Regions from separate parts of the Mus musculus genome. Here region 2 is linked to region 1. Evidence: chromatin contacts called from public HiChIP or PLAC-seq data. All regions are on one chromosome and are shown on one strand. Each heading gives the region's core, a stretch centred on a gene start, on an enhancer-like site or on the middle of the called end of the contact. The rest is flanking DNA. Distances are from core to core; before and after follow the strand shown.

Region 1 (6,033 bases), core at 1,396-3,895:
TTGGGAAAATTCAGGAATGACGCACATTATGTAACTTTTTGAGTACTTCCTTGTCTGCTTCACGATTAATATTATTATTTATGTGTAACTGTGTTAGTGAATGCCATGTGTGCACAGATGCCAAGGGAGACTAGAAGAGGGCATTAGATCTCCTGGAACTGGAGTTAGGGGTTATGGGCTGTGTCATGGGTGTTAGGAATGGAACTTGGGTCTCCTGGAGATGCAGCAAGAGCTCTCAGCAGTTGAGCCATCTGGCCAGCCCAGGGTCTACTTCTTGCTAATGAGAAAGAAAGGCAAAGGGGACAGCTTTGTGCTGCTGACATTCATCTCTCAAGCATCCGTTCTCATCACCTCCTAACTTGAAAGTGGGTTTCCATTCTATTCTAAGGAAGCTGTTTTATGAGCTAACTGCAGAGAGAAGCTGTTCTGTTAACAGGAGGGAACATGCAGTTACTCCCACTGAATTTAAAAGTGGGGGGCTTGCAAACACAGGAAAGACCACACTGCCAGCCTCTAGCAACACTTCCCAACATCACAGTACCATCAGCCCAGGGCACAAAATTATCTAGTAACAGGTGGAGTGACTTCCTCTGGGAATTTATCTGATTGAAAAACCAGATTTATTTGTTTTTATTTTTTATGTATATTAGCGTTTTGCCTGAACACATGTATGTGCACCATTATGTGTGTCTGGTGTCTGCAGAGGCCTGAAAAAGGTAGAGGATCCCATCCCCTAGCCTGTCCCCAATGGAGTTAGAGATGGCTTAAAGCTGGGAACTGAACCTGGGTCCTCTGGAAGAGCAGTAAGCGAAGTTAACCACTGAGCCATTTCTCTAGCTCAAATTTATTTAATTTTTTCATAATCTTGAAAAATCACATTTTAAAACTTAATAAATTAAAAAATATATATATTATGTACATACATAGCTCCTACAGTTCCGGACTATAAACACCCAAGGGCAAGCATACCAAAATAAAAAATGAGACCTGAATGGCTGCTTACTTTGCTCCCAGGACAACAGCTTTTCCTCTCCAATGGGCCTGTGCTAGCGCACAAACATTAAGATACAAACTACCGAGCCCAGGGATTCTAGCTCTTTCAGCAATTTAAATGGCAGGATACTTCTTTCTATCTATAATTGCCTTTCCCTCATTTCTGAAACTCTCCCCTGAGGAGGGCCCCATTCCTCATCTCATAAGACGGACCTGAGAGTGGTAATGACAGGACCTGATGGTCAGCAGGAGCAGAGAAGGCAAGCTTCCAGACTAGTTTTGAGCAGTCCTCCCCAGCTCCTTGGATCCCTGACCTGTGCTGTGGCCACCTTAACTTCTGTCTGCTCTTTGGCTGTGCCTTCCAACGGTCATCCCCACTGTTACCTGTAGGAGAGGCATCAGCCTTAGCAAACGTGACACTATTGAGGTCTTTGATCTGAGGCACTGGTACACTGGAGTCACTGCAGATTCTATTCGTGTCTCAGCAGATCAGCATCAGGAATGCGTGTGCTGCCTCTGTCCACAGCCACAGTCACATCCTCGTGTTGAGCTGCTTCACAGGCAGGAAGGACATGGCCACAGGGTAGCCCACCTCCCCCACAAATGGCTACTCCTAAAGGTACTCCATGTATTTGGTATCTTCTCCTTGGCACCCATTAGAGGACCAGCCCCCGGGACAAACAGGTCTTGTCTGAAAATCACCCGAGAGCCAATCAGGATGGACTGCGGCACTGAATTCAGCAAGAATGGCCCTGCCCTGAAAACATCTCACCTTAGCTTAGATGGCAGCAGTGCTGTCCAGGGAACAGTTGTTGGTGAACAGTGCCAGGCATAATGGGGCCACAGGCAAAAGATGACCTGACTGTGTGTCACTCCTTGTAGAGAGAAGAGGACTTAGCCGCCATTGTGCTTACTGGAATGGGACCACCTGACAATGGCAAGCCAGCTGGGAAGAGTCTATGAGAACCTGCTGAAATCCTGGGAAGGGAGGCAGCACATGACTGACATGAGTCCTGGCATCCATTTCTGTGAACTTGTAACGTACAATGTACAGTGCAATAGAAATGTGGCTGCTTGCTATGGTGAAGGAAGCAGGCAAAATACAATAAAATATATGTGAACATAACTTTGCTTTTTGTTTGTATTTGTTTATTTACTCATTTATTCATTCATCTATTTTTTGAGGTGGGTTCTTTATATAGCTTTAGCTGTCCTGTCCTGGAATTTGAAATGTAGGCCAGGCTGATATCAAACAAAGCCTGCCTTTCCTTCCAAATGGTGCTAGGATTAAAGCCATGTTCACAGCCATAGCAACAACAAAGAGAGCTTAATTCCTTTATCATCTTTCCACTGGAAAAACTGAGAACTTCACCATACTGTGCTGCAGCTTCTCTGGGAAGCCATGCTTGCTCTGTGCACTGTTGGTCCTTAAGGGAAACTCTCTAGTCTTGCTTAAGCCTAGTGACCTCCAAGTCCCTTTGCTGAGTCTGGTTTCACAGGAGTATGCTCTGGGCTGAGGGTCCACAATGAGAGGCAAGCATGTGCCCTGAGATCTTTGAAGATCTCTGCTGATTAGCCGAGTTCCAACACTGAGGGTGGCTATAGCTCTGAGCTTACCGAGGCCACAGGAACTCTGTGTTTAAATACATATGAAAATGGAGTCACTTCCCCTTACATTCCACCACTGGCCTTCCCTTCCCTTGTCTCCAGTGTGTGGCTCACTCTGTGACCCCCACAACAGTTATTTGTCCAGGGCTGAACCACAAATCACAAGTAAAAATAAACTCTTACCAACTGGAGATAATCCCTTTACCCAAACTCTAAACTGTTTTGACTCTTTGTGGGATGTTTTTGGCTGCTCGGTTTTTTGAAATGTGTTTTCTCAAGTATAACATTCAGAATGGATTTGAACCAAAGGAGAGAGAAAGCCAATTGGTGGAAACCACATGAGCATGTGTTCTAAAGCTTTAAATACAAATCTCTTTACTGCACCAGGAAGTGCAGTGGACAGAAGAGGAAGTGGGTCTGACCTGAAGGAAGATAACTGAGAACCAAACACACATTGAGAAAAGCACTAAAGATGACACAGCAGAACCAACACCAGGCGACACTGCCCACAGGGCTGCACTGCCACCAGAGAATTGCTCGCTAGCATGTTCCACCCCACTGGGTGGACGGTGACAAGCAGCGCACTTCCTGTTCTCTCTTCCTCTTCCCCTGGAGTTGCGTACAAGGCAAGTCTCTGCTTGCCGAAGAGGCAGAGAGCAGCATCTTCACCAGCTCTTCAGTCTCTGCTGTCCAGCGCAGCTCGGGCACTACTGCAACGACTCAGGGATGGTGCTGACCACATGGGTCGTCTCTGTGGTTGTTGGAGGGGAACCAAAGAAGGTGCTGGTTTGGTTCCGCTGATGATCCCGGAGATAAGGGGGAACCGAGGAGCTTTTGATGTGGAGGATCCTGGTGTCCATCACCTGACAGTCAATCTGCATCATTACTTCATAGTCCTGCCCATTGATCACATTATCTGCAGAGGAGCAGACACAGGATTCAACAGAGGGTTCAGGGTGGGAGCAGTCAATACACTTGCAAGGCTACAGAGCTTTATCAGCTTCTGCATCTGCGTGCCAATATGCCCTGCCCTTTCCTCAACTTAGTTCTCCAAGAGTCTTCACTGGTTCAGTAAGAGCTGTACCCTTCCCTCAACCTGTGGAGACTGATACACAAGAAAACTGAGGAGGAGGAAGAAACCTATCCCATCATCCCAACAAAGAAGAAATACTAAGGCCCTATGTCTTCTGCTCATCACATTCCCTACTGAAATCCCTTGCACTTTTGTGCATTAGTTGTTCATCTGAGGCCACTGTCTCCACAGGATTTCCTCTACATCTCAGCCTCAAACCCTATCGTTTCTTTCTTACTCCTACTTCCCTCCTCTTCTCTTTCCCATCCCCTCATTTCACTACTTAGATACTCACACCCTCAAGTTTCCTAACAGGTACCCTACTTCTATTGTCACTAAACCTTCTGGGGACAGTGAACATGACCAGCATCCAAGAATGCTGATATGTCTTCTGAAAACCAAAACATGGGCAGGAGGAGGTGACTTAGAGCCTAAGGGCAGAGACTATATTTACTCAGTAAAATTATAGCCAGAGAAGGAAATGGATATTCAAATATGTGAGCCATTGCCCCAAAGGGATATGACCAGAGAACCTTTCAATGGCGTATCATAGTTAAACTACGATGCTGTCTTGTTTTTCTTTGTTTGTTTTTTTTTTTTTTTCCTGTTGCTGGGATAAAAGACCCTGACCAAGGAACCTGAAGAAAGGATGTGTTTATTCTGGCCTCTCCACCAAGGAGAAGAAGTCAAGATGGCAGAAGCTTGATGAAGCTGGTGGCCTTACATCCACAGCAGGAACCAGACAGAGGTGGACGCTGCTACTGCTCAGCCCCTGCTCTCCATTTGCATAGTTGAGGAGTCCAGCCAGGGAACAACTCCATCCCTAGTGTGCCATCCTACCTCTAGTAAAGCAATCACGAAATCTCCCATGTGCTTGCCCAAAGGCTCATCTCCCAGATTATTCTAGATTCTGTCAAGTTAACAATTAACACTAACTGCTCCAAATGCCAGAAGTATAAAGCTAAGAAACAATATTAGAAGGCATAATGGAAAAAGTTGATGCATATACAATGAAGATATATCAGAATAACTTTAGATTTGTTAGCAACCTTAGAAGCTAAGAAAGCATGGAATGAGATACTTCAAGCCCTAACCATAAATAATACCAAGCAAGAACACTGTACGCAATAAGCTATTTCCTGACATCTCAAGATGAGCACAAAGTAAAGTAATTCCTGATAAGGAAGCTGGCATTGCAGAACTCACTTAAAGACTACACAAGGCGGAAGGAAAAAGACAGTCTTATTCATGAACCAAAGCAGAGATGAGAAGCAATTCATTATGCATGACACAGGAAACTAGCAAACCCCTAATATTAACAGGAGGAAAAAAATTACCAATAATTCAAACAGCCAGAACAACTGCTAACAACCATTGGAAATAGCAAGCATCTCTCAATTATAACCTTAAAAGCAATAACTTCAACTGACCATTGAAAATAATACAAGTTGACTGCATTAAAAAACAAACTTATTTCCCGTCTCCAAGAAATAACTTACTGGCAACGTTATCCACAAACTAAGAGTCAAAGGTAGAATCAGCCCTCCTAGCAAATATCAACAGGCTAGCAGAGCTGGTAGAGCAGGACTCCAAACAAAACCTACTCAGAGGAAAAGCCCAGGACACATGAACAAAGGGACCGCGTCGGCGATCACACATCAGAACAAATGTGATTTCATTTCAGGGATACAAGGCTGGTTCGGCATATGCAAATCAACAAATGTGCCGCAGCACATGAACAGACTTAAAGACAGAAATGGGTTAATCACCTCAGGACACACTGAAAGGGTTTCTGGAAAAGTTCTACATGCCTTCAGAATAGCTTAAAGAAACCAGGAACAGACCAAACATATCAAGGCAACATATAGCAAACCTACAGTCAACATTAAAGGAGCAGGGAACGTTTCCTCTAAAATCTGGAAGGATACAATGGTGCCTTCTTCCTCCTCTCATTCAAAAGAATGCTCAAAGTCAGCTAGAGCAGTAAGAGATGAAATAAATGGGATATAACAGCAAAGTACGAAGTAAACTGACCCCATTTTCAGGTGACATCATTCTGCACTTAAAGGAAACCATGGTTCCACTTCTTAAGATACACCGAAGCTGGGAAACACTTTTTTTTTTTTTTTTTTTTTTTCCGAGACAGGGTTTCTCTGTATAGCCCTGGCTGTCCTGGAACTCACTTTGTAGACCAGGCTGGCCTTGAACTCAGAAATCCACCTGCCTCTGCCTCCCGATGGAAACACTCTTAAATCTCTGTTTTTAGCAAAGTGCCAGAACACAAAACCAATATGTTAAAAATCAGTAGTTTTCCTACATACCAACAATTAATTTGCCAGGAAAGAAATTAGAATCAATTA
Region 2 (6,033 bases), core at 2,050-4,549, 87 kb after region 1:
TCCGGGGGGTTCGAATGGTGAGATTTAATAGTAACTGTCTTCACTGTCCCATAGCCTGTCGGCTTGGATGGGAGCCACACTGCCCTTTCTTGTCCTCCATCTTGCTGTCCAGACACCAAGGGAGGTCTTTGTAGCCCACACATGTGCAATGCCTTGCACTAGTTTATCACACTCTCTCTCCTCTTCAGTTTCACATTGGGAAGTAGCACCCCAAATTAAATATTTAGCCTCAACTTCTCTCCTACGGTCCAGACTTGGATATGTGGCTGTCTTCTGGACTTCTTCAACTGACTGTCTAAAATCTGTATCTAAAGCTCTTAACTCCTGTCTCTAACTCCTCCCCCAGTTTCTGTCTCTATAAATGGCATCAGTATTAATCCAGCACCTAAGACACAGAAATTATCACCAATTCCTTTTTATTTTATAGCAGCAATTCCTTAACAGTTTTACTTTCAAATATATTTAGGTCTCCATTCCTTCCTACCCCTTCATATCTAACACAGAAGAATAGACCCAAAGATCTCCTCCCATCTAGACCACTGGAATGCAGTTTACCTGACCTGCCTACACCCACTCCCACTCCCCATCAGTCTGCTTTGTGTAGCACCTAGAATGATCATTTTTGTTTCCTCTTTCTTTTTCATTTTTAGGCAAAGTCTCACTATATATTTCAGGCTAGCCTGGAAGTCAACAATCCTGCTCCCAAATTCACTAATGAGCTCTACCAGTCCTAGCCAAAAAGACTTTTCAAATATATAAATCAGATCAAGTCATTCCCCTCACCAAATAGTGGTGTCCTTCATGCCTAGAATGAAATCTGAAGTTCAGACCAGAGCCCTAGCGTTCGCTAAGCTCTCTCAGATCTGACCACTCTCCCCTCAGTCACAGCAACCCCCAGCTTTACTCAACTTCTTGAGCTTCTGTAAATATGCAAACTGATCTGTCCTGGGGCTTCAACATTTGCATTTACATTCCCTGGCCTGGAAGCTATTTCATTGTGATTCCTCCTAAAGCCTAGAGCTATGAAGTAAGAGATGACTTTCTATCTCATCCAGCTACAAAGACGCTGAGGCTGTTCTAACAGCCAGAGTTAATGACTTTGATACAGTACCCTGCCTGCTAGAGAGAGAGAGAAGAGAGACGGAATGGGAGTACAGGAAGCAGCAGCAATGGCTGCGGCATCAGAAGCAGCCACAGTGAGAAGTAAATGAGGCTGAAGTTCCCAAATCTCCCAGGGAAGAAAGCAAGTCCCCTGGGAGGGGATCCCCAGAGCCTGAACTGTCATTTCTTCAGACACAAGCAGAACCGACCTGGAGAATGCGGGCTTTCTGTTGGCTATTTGTCATTCTTCTAGATTTGGTCCTTTCCACTTCATGTCTATGAACCCAGCCTCGAAGTTCATGGTTCAACCTATAAAACAAAGTAATCAAATATATTTGATAGTAGTTAACTGGCTTATTCTTTTGTTGAAAATTAATTTAATTGTTCTATAGGACCCAAAGAACAGCCCAACATATCTGACTACATTACAATGCTTTTTGATTTAATTTGAAAAAAAAGAAAACTAAGACATTTAATACTTTTTTTTAAATTTTGAATAAGACATGGATTGTTATAAGGTAACCTCCTCAATCATAAGTTCAAAATTCAGAGAAATAATGGAATATATGTCCAGAATAACATAGTCAGATATCACCTTCCTAATTAAAAAAAAAAAAAAAAAAAGGATATTATCTGCTGAGAATATTAAGTCCACAAGTCTAGCCTTACCCTAAATTTTAACATTCACTTCATCCTTTCATTCAAACAAGACCCACCTAAGCAGATGACCATCACAATGAATGGACCCATCACCATCGCTACCTGGACAATTGTTATCCTGGCTTGCAGTTATCCAATGCAAGTCAGATTCTCTTGGCCTCTTACTAAAGCTGAAGAAATGCTTTGCTAAGTTTGAAGTTTGCCATGGGAGGCCACTCGGTAGTTTCTGCACCAGTCCACACCCGTTACCTGAGAGACTCTGTTGTGTTAATCAGGGGTTGACATGGAGGTGGAGGCATATAAAGCAATGGCTCTTCACTTAGCACCATTAAAGCTTTGTCATTGGACACAGAGTGATCATAGCTGAAACAAAGACAGACAAAAATCATTTCCTTGTATCATAAATTTTATAAAGCTTACTACTGTCAGTTTTCATTAAAATAAACATATACCAAATTAAACATGTTGTAAGATTGAAATGAACATAACAGAAAGAATTAAATATAAACCATATGGTGGACTGTCATTCTCTCAGTTTCTAAGAGCTGGCAGAGTAATTCACATTTGCTTAGCTACTATTTACTGGGCAGCACCTGCTGTGTGTGAATTCAATAAACTTCCCTATTGCTGGAGTGGAGGAGAAATTAATTGAGTTAGCAGTCGACAGGAAAAGACATGATTGTTATATGACAAGGCTACAGGTTTGTGGTCATTTGCCATACTGTGTCAACAAACTCAGTCTCTCCAAGCAAGTTTGTGTGAAGTGGGGGTAGAGGAAGACCTAAAATGTTTGGCAGGAGAAAAATGACAAAGTTGAAAAGCTGGACAAAAATTTTAAAACCATGGATGACCTTGAATCACTAACAAAACACTAAATGACAATGACTAGTTACTCAATAACTTAAAAAGTACACGTTTGTCCCTTTGCTACTGTTTTATGTCACATGATTCCTACCTAGAGTACGAGTTGAAAATCAGATTATGAACCAGGACCATTTACTACTGTGTACATCCTTCAGTCTGTATCTTAATCTAGCTCACTAAGAAATCTTCTGTATTTTTTTATAAGATACTATGAATTTACAAATTGGGTATGCTAAAATACAAAAATATATATATATATACAAGTGAACATGGTAGGCTTCATGCTTTTTACTTATTCATTCAATATTTGTGGAGCGGCACCTATGTGCTGGGTAACCCAAGAGAGAGCAACAGTCTATTCTCAAAGAGCTAACAGGAAAAGCAGAGCAAACCCAAGAGAACAAATGCATAAAATACAGCAAAACCATATTAACTGTTGTAAAAGCAGCACAGGACTCAAACAGCAAAGTATGCAGGATCTACTTCAGATAAAACTAGGGAAAGGATCATAGATGGCAAGGCTAAAAGACAAGAGGAAACCAGCTGCGCAGAAACTAGGGGAAGAGTATACGAGACAAAAGCAAGTGAGAAAAAGACTCAGAAGGAAAGCTGCTGAAGAGCTCTGGGCACGTGGGACAGACAGAAGAGGAAGTCAGGAAGCCAGAGTCCGGCTCATAATTAGGACTTGCTGAATAAAAGGGAAGTTACTAAGTGAGAAGTGAGATACCTCAACTTATCCTTAAGCCTGAGAATTGTACCAAAACCAAATATTAGTTAAATATGGAAAAGAAAAAAGTCAAGACATGACTGGGTATGTGAGCATGTGTATGAGAAGTCCGATCTGTGAACGGAAATTTGAGAATCACCCGTGTTTACGCATCTGGAGGCTGTGGTACAGATGAGTCACTTTAGCAGGACATAAACAGAGTTCACAGCTTTAAAGCTTGGGATCTGGACAAAGGAGAAGCTTACAAGGAAAATCAGAAAGGAAGAAGGAAGACTGAGTGGGCAGGATAAGCTTGCACACAGGAGGCGAAGGCAGGAGATCACAAGTTCAAAGCCAGCATGTGCTACAGAGCAAGAGTTTGTCTCAATTATCCAGGGGCAAGGAAATACCACAGTGGTAGAGTACTTGCCTATTCAAAGCCCTGCACGGAATCCCTAATACTACGAACAGCAGCCAGTCAAAAAAGGAAGGAAAGAAGGAAGGAAGGGAGGGGGGAGGGAGGGAGGGAGGGAGGGAGGGAGGGAGGGAGGGAGGGAGGGAGGGAGGGAGGGAGGGAGGGAGGGAGGGTAAAAACTCTAACAATGCAGAAGGAAAAGTCTTTTAGGGAGTGACTCACTTAGCCAAGATTTGCCACAATGAACACATGCCCCCCAAGTCACCCTCAACACACAACTAATTTCAGAATAAAAGTAATGATTTCTGAGTATGGCACACATGAGAGAAAAGAAGTGGAAGCTAAAGTTATATGGAACACACACACACACAGGTTATTTGAAAATCACACCTGCATACTTAATAATACCAGGAATTCCAAAATTGATTTCAAAACTGTATTTTTGACCTGTAATTTTCTCTCCATATGATTAATCTCTAGCAATGATTTCTGCATACCTGGGCTGGTTAGCTTTGTTCTAACAGCTAGAAATACAGAGAAGAAAACTATCAGGTAGGAGAAATGCAAGGGTAGACAGGACAGGGTTAGAGGAAGAAAAGAAGGGGAGAGTCTAAGCGAGCATGCAATCTGGAGACAATCAGACCCTATTAACCCAAAGACAGTCAGAGATCCAGGCTCTCTGCAAGCCGTCCTATACAGATAAAAGAAATTTCAGCAAATAAATCACTACAGGAAAGAGCAATGCTGGAAGCTAGAGTTGATGAGAATTCCTAAAGACACTGTGGCCGATGCCTCAAGCGGAAACCACCCTTTCCTGTTTACTAGAAGACAACTGTGATTTAAGCCTGATGCCCTATGTCCTGAGGTAAAAATTAATACCAGCTCTCACTATACTACTATTCTTTCATAAAAGTGTCCCATTTGGCTGATAAGTTATACTATTAAAAATACAGATATGAATATATACAGATATACTTCTAACACTGAAAAAAATCTGTGCAACTGAAATTTGCTAGTGGTAATATGCTAATAACAAACAAATACATGGTTGAACAATAGGATTATAATCTATCCTTCCATTATTTAAACCATAACTCTCCTAAACTGAAACAAAATGAGGCATTTAAAAATACAGGTGATGATATAGAAAACTTGAACAGGCCCATAGCAAGTAAGAAAACTGAATTTGTTATAAAGTCCACACACCCTCCCCCCAAATAAAAGCACAAGGCCAGGCTAGACAGTTGCACTGCAACTGCAAAGAAGAGCCAGTGTGAGCCAGGCATGATGCCACATGTTAGCCTGCCTGCTGTCCCAAAAGCTGAGATAGGAACATGGGTAAGCTGAGGCCCAGCCTGGCACCTTAATGAGACTTAAAACACGAACTAGCAAAACAGAACTGATGCAAACTTTTCTAAAACCAGCCCAATGAAGTGAAAGAGAGGAAGCCCTTCCAAAGTTGTTCTGACATCAAGACCAGACAAGAACACACCCAAAAGAGGGATCCATAGACCCAAATCTCTGATGATCATAGCTATTGAAACTCTCAACAAAGTACTAGCAACTCAAAGCCAACATACGAACAAGGCAATACATCATGATCAAGCAGGATTTATTACAGAAATGCAAGGATGGCTCAACGTATATAAATCAGTAAGTGTAACACACCGTGTCCACAGAATAGAAAGCAAAAACTTTATGGTTTGGGGGAGAGAGTGAGGGGTGTGGACTGAGAGTCCATACTGGGTGCAAGAGTGACTGGAGAAGAGGGTGACTGTAAGTGTTCTGAAGCACGGCAAACTCTGGTTGGCCACAATGCATCGAGTATTTCAACACATCTAGTAAAAGAATTTGAATGTTCTCAACACAAAGAATGAATGAATATCTGTCTCAGATGATGGATACACTAATTATTATGGTCCAATCATTATACATTATTAACATCAAAATAACAGACACAGTGTAGTCAATAAATATGCCCAATCACTGTGTCAGCTAAAATATTTAAATACTTTTAAAATAGTAGCAATTTAAATTTTTAATTTAATTTTTTTCAAAGGAAAAAAAAATATAGGTGTCCTGACAGCACATATAAACTCTAAAATTCAGTTCAGAACAAATCCATACTTGATGTTTTCAAACGTTTCACAAATATTTTTTAGTATTTTGTATTAAAAAATACTAATAATAATACCAATAATGATGTTGATGATGACGGTGATGATGACGACGACGACAACGATGATGATGGCAAGAACCTCAAACTAATGAGCTACTATTTGCTTAC

The links. HiChIP or PLAC-seq counts read pairs in DNA pulled down with a chosen protein or histone mark.
Region 2: an H3K4me3 HiChIP or PLAC-seq map of bone marrow-derived macrophages shows a contact between it and region 1, with 2.7 times the contacts expected there. The contact joins two enhancer-like sites. A contact is called at or near these places in 3 of 484 Hi-C or Micro-C datasets (centroblasts, nephron progenitors and ventricular fibroblasts) and 4 of 115 datasets of contacts at active chromatin or transcription factors (bone marrow-derived macrophages, cardiomyocytes, kidney and 1 more).

What each region holds. Positions count from the first base shown.
Region 1 is chr1:170,706,571-170,712,603 of GRCm38.p6, forward strand. Atf6 (activating transcription factor 6) reads right to left here. Exons shown (of 16, transcript NM_001081304.1): 16 at 1-3,517. The coding sequence ends at 3,309. Among named protein-coding and RNA genes, the nearest start is that of Gm23523, 42 kb to the right of the region's middle. Within about 2 kb of position 2,646, at least 87 of the 459 cell types and tissues checked have an H3K27ac peak or open chromatin away from gene starts, as enhancers often do. A contact at or near this core is called in bone marrow-derived macrophages and centroblasts, where this site is marked.
Region 2 is chr1:170,792,647-170,798,679 of GRCm38.p6, forward strand. Atf6 (activating transcription factor 6) reads right to left here. Exons shown (of 16, transcript NM_001081304.1): 11 at 2,011-2,124; 12 at 1,311-1,410. Among named protein-coding and RNA genes, the nearest start is that of Gm25235, 37 kb to the right of the region's middle. Within about 2 kb of position 3,300, at least 71 of the 459 cell types and tissues checked have an H3K27ac peak or open chromatin away from gene starts, as enhancers often do. A contact at or near this core is called in bone marrow-derived macrophages and centroblasts, where this site is marked.